Regions from separate parts of the Sus scrofa genome. Here region 1 is linked to region 2. A link is a contact called in public HiChIP or PLAC-seq data. All regions are on one chromosome and are shown on one strand. Each heading gives the region's core, a stretch centred on a gene start, on an enhancer-like site or on the middle of the called end of the contact. The rest is flanking DNA. Distances are from core to core; before and after follow the strand shown.

Region 1 (4,700 bases), core at 1,351-3,850, 130 kb before region 2:
CTTTCTCCCCCGAGAATTGATTTTTGTCAAAATTCAGGTGTCATTTGGCTTTTAATCCCAATTATGTTCCTTATGCTAGATGGACATCCTTTCATCACCAAGGGGTTATTTTTCTTTTTAATATCTGAAGTAATGTAGAGTGTATTTTACCCTGCCCTGTGCAATTAGGAGAAGCAGTAATCAGCATTTTACGAGAGTTGGGGAAAAACAGTAGAAAGCAGGGCTGGCCCAAGGCATGATGGTGAGATGCCCCCCCATTTTTTTTTAAGCCCTTGTCTCCTAACTTGTCATTTAACTTTTTGTGTGCCCTAATCTCTATGAAATCTTGTTCAGCCAAGGTTCAGTGGCCCTTCTAAGCCTCTTCTGTTGGAGGATAAACTGAGAGTGGACATGATGTAGTGCACAGCATGAGGCCTGAGACATAGGAGATGCTCAAAAATGGAGGTGCCCGCATCTTCCTCAGCATCCCCTAAACCTCAGCACTAAGGGATACTGGATTACGATGAAATTGCTTGCAAGTTTGAAGACTGAAGAACTTTGCTTGAACTTTTTGCTTGAAGACTGAAAAACTTTCTGAACATAGGAGCGCATGTGCATGTGCTGAAAGTCCTGCCTGTGTGTATGTCAAACCTTGGAAGCCTAGTAGGAGGTAGAGAAGAGATTCGATGTGGTAGCAAGTTGGGGAAGGCTTCCCTATTCCAAAAAGTGACAGCAACTGCCTCTTCATTAGACCAGCCTTGCAGGAAAAAAAGTGACAGTGTTAGTGAAGCTTGGGAGCCAGGCAGTGTCTGGGACCTGATGGTTCACACCAGAACCAGACAGTCCAAGGCCCTGGTACATTCCAAGCCCACTCCCCTGGCAGCCCACAGGCCTGGATTCTTCCATCTTTCTTCTGCCACTACCATTTGCAAAGGATCTGATTAGTTAGTTCATTTTTAAGGGCCATAGGGATAGAGGCAGATATCAGATTTGTGAGATCTGAAACTTACACAATGGCAGGAGCCCTCTTTCACAGAAAGAGTACAAGATAATAAGCAGTAGATACAAATGTGATTATTTAATTAGAAAAAGAAAAGAGCACTTGCAGCAGCTTGGGTCACCACTGTGGGGTTCAATCCCTGACCCAGGAGGGAACTTCCACATGCCATTGGCAGCCAAATAAACAAATAAATAAATAAGAAATCTCCACAAAATATATTCTTAAAACGCTGGAAAATACCACAAACATCACAAACTCCATAAAAATAATGTTTTTTTATTACCTTCCTGATATACCCCTGTGGTATATTAGTATATTTTTAGTACGTTTCTTGTTTTTTTGTTTTGTTTTTTGGTTGCAAACTCTGATTGCTCCCTCATGAATCTCCTTGATAGGAGAGAACTTTTGAGTTAACCACATTCATCCATGAGAACCAGAGATTTGCCTACAATTTTTCATGTAGGATGATGTGAAGAACTTTCCATAAGGAAGCTTTTGGCTCTGAACAATTTGGAACCTTTTTTAATCCTGTATAGCCACATACATCTGGCATTATAAGAGCATGCTCAGATCTCATTGAAACCTCTAATCCTATGTCCTTATTCCATGACCCCATATGAGTGGGCAGTGGAAGTATTTCTGAAAGTGCTCCTGCATGAGGTCAGGTAACCCAGCTTAGCTACACCTGGAAGCAATGGCAATCCACATAAATACATCCCACCAAACCCACTCTAAAAGGATTCCCAGTTCAATTCGCCATTCACCAAATACCCAAAGTGTCCTCAACTCATCTGACACCACCCAGTGTGAAGGGAGGTGGAGAGGAATTCCAAACAGAGAGAGATAGCATATGGTTAAATTGTTTCACTTTTCCAAATGTTGCAGAAGCATATGCCTGAACAAATGAGAATCCCCAAAGATTTAAATGTCTTTAGCTTCCTAGGAGATCCACCTCTGCACAAAGTCTATATCCCAAGACAGAATTTAGAGGATGAGGGCAGGTTCCTACCCTCCCCCACTGGTGGAAAGAACTCTTTGATGCTAAGGTATACTTGGTAACCTGTGGATACTTATACATATGTCATAAACAATAATACAAGTGTTATCACTAAAGTCCTCTGTGCACAAGCAGAGGCAATCTCAGAGGCAGAAATCATGATATCTGTCTCCCTGGAGAATGGAGGGGACATCTTCCTGAAACAGGAAGCACCTTCTTCCCTCCTACCCCTCCTCCAGCACCACCCAAGGCAACCTGAAGCAACTTAGATTATGTTAAGAAATGCTTTAATCCAGTTTAATAATTTTGTCTGATCCTTTAAATCCTAGCTCTACCCTGCCACCAAAAAGGTCTGTGAACTTGGACAAATTAGTTCACCTCTCTTAAGCGTCAGTTTCCTCATCTCTATAACGGCAATAATACTTGCTTTGCAGAAATGTGGAAAGGATTAAATGGATAGCATAGGGTAGCTGCTGGGCACCTAGTAGGTGACAAAGATACTGGAGCTATCGTACTTACTGTCCACGTTTCAAGAGTGACTCTAAGGGAAGAACCAAGAGGGGCCTCCTGGACACCTCAGGGTCCCGGGCCTCCAGATGTATCACACTTGGCACACAAGGTCAAACTATAAATACTATGGGGTGATGCTTTCAGTTTCAGTTTCTCTGTTTTGCCCCAGAGCCCAGTAGCAACCTAGGGCGAGTGACCATAGAAATAGGATAGCCATAGCACTCTGTGAACAGAGTTCGTTAATAAACATGAGGCTTTTAGAAGGCAACAGTAATTCAGTTCATGCTCAAAGCACCCTCATGACGCAGGGTCTAATTCTGAAACTACATAAGATTTGGGAAGTGTTCTAGCCTCAGATACTTTGCTGTTTGAACAAGAGCAGCAAATTGCCCCTTCTATGACTGCAAAGAACTGGACAAAGCCTTTGTAGGCTGTGGGGGTTCTGTCAAGATTTTTTATCTAAAGTGATCTGTCCTCAGGGGTCTAGACACTGCTGCTTGGATGTGTCACAAGCTCTGCCTAGCCCACAAAATCAGATAATTTGAAGCAGCAGATCACTGTTACTGATTGACTCTGACGCCAGATCACACTGGGCTGCAAATCCAGCTCTAATACTTACCATCTTTACAACCTTGGTCCAGCTACTTATATTCTTTGTGTCTTAAGTCCCTTATTCTAACATGAAGATAATAAAGCATTTACCTCATCAGATTGGAGTGAGTATTAGAATGAGAATTACATGAAATCATATTTCTCTAAGGCTTTATGCTGCACACTGCAAGTATTCCGTAATGGTTAGCACGAGCATTAAGTGAGAAATCTGATGATGTCCAGAAATTTTTGGTTTTATCGATCTGGTGCTCAGAAAAAAGGTTAACTACAGAGGTAGATTTTAGTTTTTCTGATTGTTAGTTTCCTGTGGCTGCTGTTCAATTTGGACTTTAAAACAACAGAAGTATATTCTCTCACAGTTGTGGGGGCCAGAGGTCCAAAATCCAGAATCAGTATCATGGGACCCAAGTCATGGTGCTGGCAGGCCACGCCCCCTCCCTCTGGAGACCCTGGGGAAGAATCCGTTTCTTGCCTCTTCCAGCTTCTGATGGCTGCCGGTGTTTCCTGGATTGCAACCTCATTATTCCACTCTCTGCCTCACATTGTCTTCTCCTCTGCTTTCTAGATCAAAACTTCATCTCCCTCTCTCTTTTAAAGAGGCAAATGTTAACACTGAAGTCCCCTCTCCGTAATGCAAAATAATCCAGGATACTCTCTCCATGTTAAGACCGTTGTCTTAATCCTGTCTACCAGCTAACATCTATAAATTCCAAGGATTGGAACTTGATATCCTTGGAGCCCATTCTTTAGCCTACTTCACTAGTTAATATATGATACTGTAAAACATGGATGAAGGTAAAATTTATAAGAAGAGAGATCTAAATATAGATCACTGGGAAGCAAAGAAAAATGAGCCACTACATGGAAGTGAGAAGCAGAGAGGAACAGCCCACGGAGACAACTATGGTAGGGGTTAGAGGGAGGATTTTTAGCCCACGGAGACAACTATGGTAGGGGTTAGAGGGAGGATTTTAGCCCATGGAGACAATTATGGTAGGGGTTAGAGGGAGGATTTTAGCTTCCGAGGGTATAGTACTTTCACAAAGGACAACACACCAGAAACACTTTGGAGAATCAAGGAGGGGGCCAAAAAGGAATCGTTGGGTTTGACTATTAGGAAAAATACCCATACATTTAGCCAATGTGGATTTATTCTCATGAGAGAAAGCCATACTTAATACTATGAAGTAAGTATGGAGTTACCTCTGTGGTATACTTGTGAGTAGGTATAGGTGGAAGGGAAAATGGTGCAAACACATCTTGGCAAGCCACTCTTCTACCTCACTCTCAAGCTGTATTTTCTTTGGATTCCCAACATCAAATGCTCAGAGCCTCTAAACTTCGCCAAGGTAGACACAGCCGACTTTAAAAGGGGAAAACAATGCCTCCTTCCTATACAAATATGTTTGCACTGCAGCTCCAGAGAGGTCAATGACAAAGGCTTATTCATCCTTATAATTGTTCCACTTAGGGTGTTAATGACTAGACCAGTCAAGTGGTAACATGTGTTTTTTTGTTTTGTTTTTGGTTTTTTTTTTTTGTTTTTTGGGTTTTTTTTTTTTTTTGCTTTTTTAGGGCCAAGCTGCAGCATATGGAGGTTCC
Region 2 (5,015 bases), core at 1,574-4,073:
TCAATAAAGCAGAATAATCTATCATTATTTACATGACAGTGGGAAGCTAGTAAAATATTTTAGACTCTGCAGTCATATCTCTTACACTCCAACCATATCAATTTCCTTTTTAAAATTTTTTTATTTACCATTATTTTTTTTATTGAATGTGTCAGAGCTGTTTATTAGAAGATGAAGAAATGACCTTACGACATTTTTCTTGACAGGCCCATGTTTTGTTTTGTTTTGTTTTCTGATGCACTCAAGGAAAAGCTAATTTAAAAAAAAATTTTTTTTGAAGTAGAGGTGATTTACACTGTGTTAATTTCTGTGTACAACAAAGTGATTTCTTCATATCTGTGTATACATTCTTTTTAAAATTCTTTTCCATTATGGTTTATCAATATTGAATATAGTTCCCTGTGCTATACAGTAGCTCCTTGTTGTTTATCCCATACCAATTTTCTTACCTCTTTATTCTTCTTCTTCTTTTCAATTTTATGGCCGCACCTGTGGCATATGGAGATTCCCAGGCCAGGGATTGAATCTGAGCCACAGCTGAAACCTGTACCTCACAGCTGCAGCAACAACATGGGATCCTTTAACCTATAGTGCCAGGCCAGGAATCAAACCCACACTTCTGCCGCAACCCCAACTGAGGCAGTCAGATTCTTAACTCACTGCATCATGATGGAAGTCAACCAATTTTCTTACCTTCTTCAAACCAGCCTGGCCTACTCAAGGCCAATAAGTGTTTGAAAAGAATGTATATATGTGTATGACTGAGTCACTTTGCTGTAGAGCAGAAACTGGCACAACATTGTAAATCAACTATACTTTAATTTAAAAATGGTATCACTACAGAGCTTATGAACTTTAAATAAATAAATAAATAAATAATAAACGTTTGAATGAATGGTCACCTGGCCTGTCTGAAATGCCCTTCTCCTCACCAGGTTGTGGTGAGCTGTTGCTCATTCTTCAAAGCTAACTCAAATATCCTTCATAATGCCTTTTTTTTCCAACAGACACCCCTAAGCAGAGTTCGAAACTTTCACATGGGGTGTCCCACTAAATAGATTTCTTTCCTCTCAGAGATTTTTTTTTTTTTTTTTGTCTTTTTAGGGCTGCACCTCAGCATATGGAGGATCTCAGGCTAGGGGTTGAATTGGAGCTGCAGCTGTCAACCACAGTCACAGCAATGTGAGATCCAGGCCGTGTCTGTGACCTACACCACAGCTCAAGGAAATGCCGGATCCTTAACCCACTGAGCGAGGTCAGGGATTGAACCTGTGTCCTCATGGATTCATTTTCTCTGAGCCATGACAGGAACTCCTCCTCCTAGAGATTTAAGCACATTATATTATATATTAAGTGTGCACATGTGACCCCCTCCCCAAATCCACCCCCCACTACCCCAGAACCTGGGTTTAACTAAGGCAGAATCGCTTCTTAGTGATCTTTTTATCCCTAGCACTAGTCTAACATATAGTTAAGTGCTCAATAGGTACTAACAAGCAAGTTGAGAATACAGCTGAAGTCAAGTTAGAAATGGGGTCGGAGAGTCAAGGGGCCCAGCAAATAAATTGGAAGAAGTTCCTAAAACTGGGGACAGGGGTCAGGGAGATGGAGGGGATTGGGGAAAGCTCTCATCTCTCTTCAACATATTAGATAATACCTAGGAGGTAATAAACTGCATCTTTGTGCTGTGAAGTCTTGAACACTGTTGTATTCAGCACAATGGAATGAACTTTCAATAACTGTTTAGGAAAATAAAGGCAAGGAACAATTCCTGAATGTGCTTCCATGACAAGAAAAGAAAAAAGTTCACTCTCTGAAGTCACAGATAAGGACAAATCCCCATTAGTGAATTTTGGGTTAACTCAAAGCTTCAACTTTCCAAATTTCAAGAGGGAAACATTTGGAAGGGAAAAAAAATGTCTATACCTGCAAGTGGAGCAGTGCTGAGTACCTCCGAACCTAAAAGAACTGGCATCTCTAGTTTTCTGTCTTTTAGAAGAAAGCTCGTAAATGCCTCCAGCTTGTATAATTAAAGTTTATGACAGGCAATGCTATCACTCCCAACGTCCCACAGTTGATGAGATGGGGAGACGTCCAGGAAGGCTGGGAAGAGCTTGCAGTTACCTCACAGATTCGCGGAACCCATCTCTCTAATCTGTATGACTCACACATATTGGACTTGAGTCTGAAGCCCAAGACTATTTCACAAGAAATGAAACTTAGAATTTCTCAAAGAGCAAATAATACATCCTTCATGCCTGGGCAAGAGCACTGGGGCAGGCTCAGCATGCATCTGTGAACATGGATAGGAGGATAAGCATACGGATATGCGTGTTTAGAGGAGGCAGAAATGTATTTGTGTGTCTGTGTGTGTGTGTGTCTGTGTGTCTGGGCAGTTATCTCTCTGTATTTTTGAGGTACAGGAATTTGTAAGCCCTGACGCAAAAACAGGGAAAAAAAAAAAAAAAAGACATCCAGAAGTCAGAAAAATGAGAACCACAGTCACGGCTGGGGTAGGATATGTGAGAACTGGAAGGTGAATTGACCAAGGGGCTGAGGGACCCACAGAGGGGTGCAGGCCTGGCTCTCTGCTCAGCCCTGCCTCCTAACCAGCAGAACCTGAAGACAGACAGTCAGGCCTCACATTCAGAAAACGTGCTCTGGGAAGACACCGTTGTACAGACTGCTGGTTCATCAGAGGACACGAAAAACAGCAGGTTTGACAGGAATGGCATCCGTGCTGCCGACAGCTCTGCTGTGCTCTGAGCCACAGCAAGGCTCTGAGGGAAGTAGGACAAAAGGGCATTGATGCTCTCTGGCCCCATGTGAATGAGAGAAAGTTGTGTAAGGGGCCAGAGGGCAGGGAGAATGAATGGCATCATTGAGAGCCAGAAGCCCAACAGAAAGGATGGGGCAGGAACATTTTCCTCTCTACGTTCCATCCACACAGTCCCTAGAATTTTTCCCTGTATACTCGGGAACCCGGTCAATATTAATTAGAAAGAAGGAAAAAGCATACTTAGAAGCATGAAGTACCATTGAAAAATACTGCACATGGGGTGGGGGGGGGGTAGAGAGAGAGGAAAAAAAAAATGCGGAAGCAGACTCATTTTGAAAGCTGGGGTCAAATATGTAAGCCTTCAGCCTAACTGCAAAACTGAATCTGAGTTTCTTGCATAAATTCTCTGTTAAGATCTTAAGGCAGACAGGACAGAGTCAGCGACAGCAGCGAATGAAAGTTTTCCTTTGCCTGCTTGTTTGTTTGTTGTTTTCTCTTGGAAGGAAAAGGAAGAGCTAAAGGTCTGGAACATCAGGCATTGCTGAAATTCTATGTTATTAATGAACTGGGAGCCTCAAAAGCAAGAGGCTTATTAGGAGCTTCTTCTAGAAGCTAGAAGGAAACGGAAAACCTGCCAATGAACAGCAGGAACATCTAAATCATCACACTTAGGAGGAGAACTGGAAAAACAAGACAGCATTTTACCCTCCGCAGAAAAATAATAGTGAAAGAAAGCCTTCATTGAGTATATACATGGAATGTCTTAAGTCAGGCTGCTAAATGAATAGCTGCTGTTGATGAAGGCAAGAAGATAAACAGGCATTCATAATGGTCAGAGGGGGCGGGAGCAAGGGCTGGGGGGTAGAGGGTACCTTCAATTCTAGATCACAGATTTAACACACCCCAGGTAGAACTGACTCAGAAACAGCCAGCTGTTTGCTCCTGGGTCGGTGGCAAATACTAGGTTCAGCCTGTTAAAATAGAAGACAGTGTGGTGGCCTGAACCATATCACACAATCCGCCAATGTTTATCATATGTTTGCCATGTGTCGGGGGCCAAGCCAGCTACTGTAGGAGAGGCAGTGTAGCAAGGATTCATTCCTCTTCCATAGCGTTTCCTTGCATCTGGAGAAACAGAGTCTAGAATAAAAGGATACCCAGTCATGTAGCTCCCCAAATAGCACAGAATGGCCAAATTATAATGAATATTCCTGGAGTTGAAAGGAGGGCAAGCTTGCCAGGGTGTGAGGTATTTAAGTGGACTGTTCAGACACGAATGTCCATCTGAGCCGAAAGAGAGTTTAGAAAGCAATGCAGTCCTAAGCTCTACAGAAATGAGAAGACGAAGGTCCTGAGAAGCTGTATGTTTGTCCACAGTACCACAAGAACTGGTAGTCTTTTCTGAGGGATTTAGTCTCAGAATCCTAGGTCTACCATGTATTTTTGGCAAGTTATTTAGCCCATGTGCACTCAATTCATGAATAAAACAGGGAAAATATACCCAACACAAAATAAAGGGAGAATAAAGTACACATTATTATTATTGTTATTATTATTATTATTATAACAGTTATTTTTCAGCCGTAATATTCTTTTCCTCTGATTCAAACTCAGCCTCAGAACCCTTCTCAACACAGAACACCAGGCAGTCAAGCCATTCCTGGTTAAACAATTTCCGGTGATAGTAAAAAATCTTTTTTTTAATATATCAAAAAAGATCAAACATCTTTTTTTCAATATATCAATAAATACCAATGGTTTTTATTGGCAACAACGATCTATATACAGATTAAAAACGACTTTTTTTAAAGTTTACAATCTAACTCCTTAAACCAACATTATTGCTTGGTTTGATTTGCAGTTTCCAAGCCCCACTAGATCATCTCCATTAGTTCAAAACCAATTACTTGGATTCTCCAAAGTATCTGATGGCTCCTGTAGAGTATGCTTCAAATGCAGTTTACTCTCAGGGGTGGTGGGATGGAAGTTTATTGTATGGCATGTCATGTGCGCTGTTCATTAGCTCTCTTGTATTGAGAAAAGGTGAGTTTCCCTGCTCCTGACTTTCAGATGGGAGGCTGAGACCAGTTTTGGTCAGCTACGGCTGCTTTCAATGTTTGCCCCGCCATCGTTCAGCACTTTGCATCAAATGGGCAGAGTAAATCTAGGAGTCACCAAGTACTCAAGGTGGAAAGGAACCTCAGGAAGATTTAGTTCGTTCTGCTAGCTAATTCAC

Evidence for each region. HiChIP or PLAC-seq counts read pairs in DNA pulled down with a chosen protein or histone mark.
Region 1: an H3K27ac HiChIP or PLAC-seq map of alveolar macrophages shows a contact between it and region 2. The contact joins two enhancer-like sites. A contact is called at or near these places in 3 of 47 Hi-C or Micro-C datasets (embryonic fibroblasts, fibroblasts and liver) and 1 of 2 datasets of contacts at active chromatin or transcription factors (alveolar macrophages).

What each region holds. Positions count from the first base shown.
Region 1 is chr1:84,524,056-84,528,755 of Sscrofa11.1, reverse strand. No RefSeq gene overlaps it. Among named protein-coding and RNA genes, the nearest start is that of FAM46A, 19 kb to the left of the region's middle. Within about 2 kb of position 2,600, at least 9 of the 83 cell types and tissues checked have an H3K27ac peak or open chromatin away from gene starts, as enhancers often do. A contact at or near this core is called in alveolar macrophages and liver, where this site is marked.
Region 2 is chr1:84,390,544-84,395,558 of Sscrofa11.1, reverse strand. No RefSeq gene overlaps it. Among named protein-coding and RNA genes, the nearest start is that of RPL18, 15 kb to the right of the region's middle. Within about 2 kb of position 2,823, at least 31 of the 83 cell types and tissues checked have an H3K27ac peak or open chromatin away from gene starts, as enhancers often do. A contact at or near this core is called in alveolar macrophages and liver, where this site is marked.